Linked DNA regions of Mus musculus: region 2 is linked to region 1. Evidence: chromatin contacts called from public HiChIP or PLAC-seq data. All regions are on one chromosome and are shown on one strand. Each heading gives the region's core, a stretch centred on a gene start, on an enhancer-like site or on the middle of the called end of the contact. The rest is flanking DNA. Distances are from core to core; before and after follow the strand shown.

Region 1 (3,615 bases), core at 685-3,184:
CTGTGTAGCTCTGGCTTTTCTGAAACTCCATCTGCCCCCAGAGTACTAGGATTAAAGACTCAGGGAAGCTGGGCGTGGTAGCACACGCCTTTAATCCCAGCACTCGGGAGGCCGAGGCAGGCAGATTTCTGAGTTCGAGGCCAGCCTGGTCTACAGAGTGAGTTCCAGGACAGCCAGGGCTGCAGAGAAACCCTGTCTCAACCCCCCACCCCCACCCCAATAAAAAGACTCAGGGAAAACTTTTTTTGTTTTGTTTTTCAAGGTCTGATCATTTACTTCTTTGTCTTAAACACTTACTGTTTACTGGACTCAGACTTAAAAGTAGAAGCTCTCATTGAGGACAGTCTATGTCTCTTGGAAATCTGTTCCTGGTATTTTTTTTTTTTAAGCTTCATTCTCTAGGCCAAAAGTTAAGCTTATTCTGTAGCTACCTTGTTTTTCTTAGTGTGTTGCTTCTTGAGAACAATACATTGGAGATGGTGTTGTTGAAGGACAAGTGACGTAAGTAGATGCTGAACCTTGGGTGCTTTCCTCCTGGATTTCTTACAGCCACTGTTGCAGGGCTTTTCAATAGTTCATTAGCAGACATCGTCTTCTTTAGAGTTACTAAAATGCTTTAAGATTCTGCTAGCTTGTTGGGACCAAAAACAGAGGGACAGGGGCTCAGTCCAGCAGTATCAATATTTTTTTACAATAACCAATTTGAAAGCACTCAGATTGGCATTCATAATATATCAAGAACAGACCTGCAATTCCTCTCTCCAGCTCTCCTTGGTCTATAGAAGTATGCCCCTTACTCAACAGCAGGTACACTCTGCTCTGGGTCAAGAAGCCTTGTTTTGTGGGAAAAGCTTGTTTGTCATTCCCCCAGTCCTTGGTTGTGACTGGGACCACACAACACTTCCCCTCTTCACCCAGAGCATCAGCGGCTACCCCTGTGGCCATTTGCTTCTTGCTGAAAGTATGAAGTTTGTATTGATTGTCCCCTTGAAAGAGTTCTGACAGCTGGTGGCTAGGAAGGAGATTTTCAGACTCATTTAGACAAGGCTGGCCGACTGCCTAGGAGGTGGCACAAAAAGAGCTTCTAGGAGCATTTCCACTGACTCCCTTACCTTTGGCCATCATCCACTAGTGAAGAACTGTATTTCAAACCTGACACATACCACATTCCTGTGTTCAGACACGGGGCTCCTCCCCTATAAAGCAGCTTTAACACATACCATGAATGAACGAGTAGGCCAAAGAGGTCACCTAAAGATTCCATGCATCCTCTGGAGTATCACTTGATAATTCTGTTAACACTCCCGGAGCACAGGTTCTCTGCTCTAAGTTTCCGATTCCTATATGTTCAACTTTTCAGGAGTGGCAGAATTCGCTTTTCTGAATTACTTTACAGCATTTTTTTCCCTCTCACAAACATAACCCATGTCTGCTCTCACAAATACAGCACAAGCCTGCTACAAAAGCAAAGTCTTCCAATGTTGGAATGAAACCCTTCAAGCCCTTCTGGGAGTCTGGGGCATGGTGACACGCCTGTCATCCCAGCATCCCAGAGGCTGAAGCAGGAGGATCGTGAGTTCGAGGGCGGCTTGGACTACACAACAAGGCCCTTTCTCAAAACTAAACAAGTAAATTGAAATAAAGAAGAAAGGAAACACACACACACACACACACACACACACACACACACACACACACACACACACGCTGAAACCCGCTCCCTGGGCGGCTCGCCCTCCCTCGCAGCCCCTCCGCCGCTCACCGTCCGGCCGAAACTCGAACTCCAAAAACTCGTGCCCAAACTTGCCCTTATGCCCGACGTAGTAGCGAAGGTAGAAATCACTACCCATAGACATTTTTACCCTCGGTAAAGCCCGCTATACCGCGGGGCCAACGTGCCGCCGGCGCGAGGTAGTGACGTCACGGGCGCAGGCAAAGCGCGTCACCAAGGGCGCGTTTACTCCGGTAGGGAACGAAATCCCGGAAAACTGAAGAGGAAGCAAGAGACCCCCAAGAGAACTGAAGGTTCGCATTGGAGCCACCACGATCTCGAGCGCTTTTTTTTTTTTTTTTTTCTTTTTTTGGAAAAGATTTTCATGTCTTCGATTTTTACGTTTTAACTCTGTGACGATGTTATACACGTACATGATGAATTTTAGTCGCTCCCACCATGTTATCTTCTCTCATCCCTTCTCCGCTGAACCAGTCTTACCAATAAGCCCTCCTGTACGTTTACGCCTTGTTTTTGTCTGGGTTGAGGGGAGGCTCACCGAGTTTAATAAGGGTGGCTTGCATGAGCGCGTTGGTGGATACAAAGTCCCGGATTTCATTTTGGCATTCTATATTTTGGTTGAGCCACACTCCACCTCTTCCTCATCTACTGCCCCCAACCCTTGGGCCCAAATTATTCCCGCTGCACTTTCTTGTTAAATGTATCCTGTTACACTTCCCACTCTATTTCTTTAACCTACACTCAGTATCCTCTCTGGTTTAATAACCTACACTCACTAGCACATAAATACACTCATACAAAAGCTAAAATTCTATACAAGATTTGTCTTAATACTTCATCATTACCTCACTATAATAATTGCCAGATTTGTCCGTTTTCCTGTATATTTTATCTTAGCAAAGAAATAGCTAGGGATTTTGTTTCTTTGTTTTCTTCTCGTTTGTTTAAATGGGCTTGGAAGGAACAGATGTAAAACCACTTTTACTTTCGAGTTGCCCTATGCTATAGGTGTGTCTTTTTCTGAGTTTTGAACTAAGGTTTACAAGCTGTACTTATTGTGGGTATCTCTGATCTCGAAGCACATTGTAAAGTGGGGTGTGACTCTACTTCCTGAAACTGGTGAACTGAGAAAAGATACATTCCGGTGGCAACCAGAACACAATCTACCAGAGTCCCTTTTGGTAATACTTCAAAATTTCCAGTAGCTAACAGCCCAGACGGAGACACAGAGTAAAATGAATCTGTCTGGTGGGAGTTTGATGTTTAAATAGCACATGAAACTGAAAAGTCCAGATAGTCATCATAGAAGAGTTTTTCATAGTATACTACAACTCATGAGTCACTAAGGGTTAATGGTTAGTACCCTATATATTTGCAGGGCTAGGTCACAGTTCTCAACAGTTTGAGTTGGAAAAATACGGAACATCCAAGTGTAGTCTTGAAGAGCACAAAATGACAGTGAACTGCACCCAGTTCCCTCGTTCCAATTCCTGATCACCTTTCTTTTAGCACCACTGAGTAATCCTATCGGTGACTGATGGCCTTCTGTCACAATCCTAAGAAAAAGAGTCCAGTCTCAGTACTGGTCCCACGTAACCTTGGACAAGTCATTATCTCTCAACCTGTTTGATCATTAACTAACTAGATACACAGTGATCAACTGCCAAACACAGACCTGAGAAAATTAAACAACATGTATATGATATGCTTTGAAATCTATGCAACACGAGTTTTAACAAGCCTTTTTCTATGTGCCAGAGCAGATGGAAGTTAGTAATAAAGCAATCACAACATTTACACCTTCAGAATAAAAAGAAAGCAAACATATAAGGCAAACACCAGCAAAGGGAAGTAACTGGTATAGTAAAGAATGCATGCAATAG
Region 2 (3,615 bases), core at 766-3,265, 46 kb after region 1:
TTGTTCCCCTTTTTAAGAAGGACCAAAGCACCCACACTTTGGTCTTCCTTCTTTTTGAGCTTCATGTGGTCTGTGAATTGTATCTTGGGTTTTCTGAGCTTCTGAGCCAATATCCACTTACTAGTGAGTGCATACCGTGTGTGTTCTTTTGTGATTGGGTTACCTCACTCAGGATGATATTTTCTAGTTTCATCCATTTGCCTAGGAATTTCATAATTTCATTGTTTTTAATAGCTGAGTAGTATCCCATTGTGTAAATGTACCACATTTTCTCTATCCATTCCTCTGTTGAAGAACATCTGGGCTCTTTCCAGCTTCTGCTTATTATATATAAGGGTGCTATGAACATGGTATAGCATATATCCTTGTTATCTGTTGGAGAATCTTTTGGGTATATGCCCAGGAGTGGTATAGCTGGGTCCTCAGGTAATACTACGTCCAATTTTCTGAGGAACCACCAAACTGATTTGCAGAGTGGTTGTACAAGCTTGCAATCCCACCAACAGTGGAGGAGCGTTCCTTTTTCTCCACATCCTTGCCAGCATCTGCTGTCACCTGAGGTTTTGATCTTAGCCATTCTGACTGGTATGAGGTAGAATCTCAGGGTTGTTTTGATTTGTATTACCCTGATGACTAAGGATGTTGGACGTTTCTTTAGGTGCTTCTCGTCCATTTGGTTTTCCTCAATTGAGGATTCTTTCTTTAGCTCTGTACTCAATTTTTAATAGGGTTACTTGATTCTCTGGAGTTTAAGTTCTTGAATTCTTTGTATATATTGGATATTATCCCTCTATTGGATGTAGGATTGGTGACGATCTTTTCCCACTCTGTTAGTTGCCGTTTTGTCCTATTGACATTGTTCTTTGCCTTACAGAAGCTTTGCAATTTTATGAGGTCCCATTTTTTGATTGTTGATCTCAGAGTCTAAGCCATCAGTGTTCTGTTCAGGAATTTTTCCCCTGTCCATGTGTTCAAGGCTCTTCCCCACTTTCTCCTCAACTAGTTTTAGTATATGTGGTTTTATGTGGAGGTCCTTGATCCACCTGGACTTGAGCTTTGTACAAGGAGATAAGAATGGGTCGATTTGCGTTCTTCTATGTGCTGACCTCCAGTTGAACCAGCACCATTTGCTAAAAATGCTGTCTTTTTTCCACTGGATGGTTTTAGCTCCTTTGTCAAAGATCAAGTGACCATAGGTTTGTGGGTTCAGTTCTAGGTCTTCAATTCTATTTGTCACAGAGCATTTTATGTCTGTTTTTCAACTGTGAGTCTGCATTCTTCAATACTACTGCACAAGAAGTTTTCTTGTCCTTTATAGTCAGCAGGAGCATGGTTCATGAACTTCCACATGGTATCTGGTAAGAGCATGGAACACAGACATTCATCTGGCCTCCAGTGTCAGCCCATTCCATGGACTTCAGCATGGTATCAGGCAGTAGTAGTACAGACTATGGCCATCAGCATAGGTAGTTGCACTCACATGTACACACACACACACACACACACACACACACACACACACACCTAGACCAAGAGGACAAAGATGACCTGTTTCCTGCTTAACTTCTAGAAGAATTCTCCTCAGAATTGTGTGTCTAGTCATTATTTGCATTAAGCAACAAAACTCATGAAGTGCTATTCACCATCTCTTCATAGGCGTTTGGACTTCACAGGACCCAGGTACAGCTTGAAAGAGTAACTCAAACCCGTAACCCCAGAATTTGAGAGACTGAGCCAGGAAGACTGAAGAGGTTTAGAGGTCAGTTATTGCTCCATAGCCAGCCTAAACTAGAGTGGGACTCTGACTCAACAACAAAAACAAACTAACAACAACAAAAAAAAAAAAAAAAAAAAAAAAAATACTGGACCAGGAAACTATCTGCATCTCCATATCACACCCCAGCCTCTCCCCCATCAGGAGACCAAAGTTCGAATAATCGACCTCTGCCCCGCCCTATGGTTCCTTAACTGACACTCAGCCTGAGCTTACTGGTTTCTGGCTTTCTCTCCCTATTACCTAATGCTTTTAACTGTGTTTATGATGCTGAACATGGACAACATACTCACATGTGCACTGCATATAGTGAATCATAAAATTCTCACAGATGGAGAGACTTTGGCCCTAAGTCTATGTTCTTGATTTTTACCCTATACTGCACTATCTCTTTAAAGCTCTTCTGTCCTTCTTCCAGTTTTTTCTCTCTCAACTTTCCTACCTTTGTCTTGCTTCTCTCCTTCCCTTCTTTATTTTGCAAAGTTAGAAGTATCTTTAATGTTGCTTTTTAAATTGTGTATCCTAAAATTGGACATTTCAAATTTTAAAAAGTTGTTTTCAGTAGATTCACAGTTACAAAACTGTCATCACCATATGACTTTAAAATATGTCACTGGGCTGAGGAGATGGCTCAGTGGTTAGAAGCACTTGCTCTTTCAGGTTTGATTCCTGGTGACTCACAATTGTTTATAACTCCAATTCCAGGGGACCTGACCTCTTCCTCTGGCTTCCCTGAGCACCAGGCACATACGGTGTACACATACTTACATCCAGGCAAAACACCATACACACGAAAATAAATATTTTTTAAAAGGAAATGTTTGTATAACCTTCTGAAATGAAACACCTAATCAGTAGCAATGATTGGCCAGTACACCCACCCCCTAACCCAGGGCACTGGGTAGCCATTTTCTTTCTATGTCTGCTATCCCATCCTGGGCATTTCATATTAACTGATTAATTTATTATGTGGCCTTCTGTGGCTGCATTCCTTCACTTAGTGTAACGTTTTCCAGACGTGAGTCATTGCTTCATTTATTTTTTGAGGCTGAATCACTGGATTGTGTGAATACTTGTATGCATTTACTTTAAATACCATTTACCATGGTAATTTCCAGTTTTCCCTTCTATATGTTACAATGAACAGTGACATACAAAATATTTTAAGTCTTTTCAAATGTTTTGTTGAAGTAAGATTTACTTAACATAAACTTAATCATTTTTCCTTTATTTCTTCCTCTTGTTTTTTGGGGTTTTTTTTTTTTTTTTGGTTTTTTTTGTTTGTTTGTTTTGTTTTGTTTTGTTTTTTGAGAAATCCACCTGTTTTGCCTCAAGCTTTTTTGTTTTTTTGCATTTTGTTTTTTGATTTTTTAAGCTGGATTTACATGTATGTGTCCATCTGTACATTTGTTGTGGACAATTTAAAGGAGTAAATTCTCTGCTTTCACTCTATGAGTTCCCAGGATCTAACTCAGGTCATCAGGTTTGCATGTCAAGAACCTCCCATCTCACCAGGTCATGGTCATTTTAAAGTACATAATTCAGTGGCATTTAGTGTGTTTATTTGAGTGCCTAGCAATTCTATCTCGTGTCAAAACATTGCTATTACTCAAAAGAGAGCTCCATGTTCCTCATATCCTTCAGGACAAAGAAAAGGTATCATTTTTAAAGAATTTCAACAATCAAACAAAACATTCATGAAAGCTTCAGGTGGCTGTGTTATATAAATACTATGTAATTCACGGGGGATAACTACTAATTGTATTATATTACCTTAGAAACCCACGGTGTTTGTTTTTTGTTAACTGCTGTCTATGGTATGTGACATAAAGGAGACAACA

Evidence for each region. HiChIP or PLAC-seq counts read pairs in DNA pulled down with a chosen protein or histone mark.
Region 2: an H3K27ac HiChIP or PLAC-seq map of embryonic fibroblasts shows a contact between it and region 1, with 24 read pairs. The contact joins the enhancer-like site here to the promoter of Magohb in region 1. A contact is called at or near these places in 2 of 39 promoter capture datasets (the HPC-7 cell line and cranial neural crest), 2 of 15 datasets of contacts at CTCF or cohesin (CD8 T cells and the NIH/3T3 cell line), 24 of 484 Hi-C or Micro-C datasets (the 63-12 cell line, the C2C12 cell line, the F1.1 cell line and 16 more), 5 of 115 datasets of contacts at active chromatin or transcription factors (CD8 T cells, embryonic fibroblasts, embryonic stem cells and 2 more) and 1 of 9 other capture datasets (adipose tissue).

The regions. Positions count from the first base shown.
Region 1 is chr6:131,291,310-131,294,924 of GRCm38.p6, forward strand. Magohb (mago homolog B, exon junction complex core component) reads right to left here and starts at 1,935. Exons shown (of 5, transcript NM_025564.2): 1 at 1,763-1,935. The coding sequence starts at 1,856.
Region 2 is chr6:131,337,521-131,341,135 of GRCm38.p6, forward strand. It overlaps a transcript of Styk1 not described here. Among named protein-coding and RNA genes, the nearest start is that of Styk1, 26 kb to the left of the region's middle. Within about 2 kb of position 2,016, at least 39 of the 459 cell types and tissues checked have an H3K27ac peak or open chromatin away from gene starts, as enhancers often do. A contact at or near this core is called in the C2C12 cell line, the HL-1 cell line, the NIH/3T3 cell line and 5 more, where this site is marked.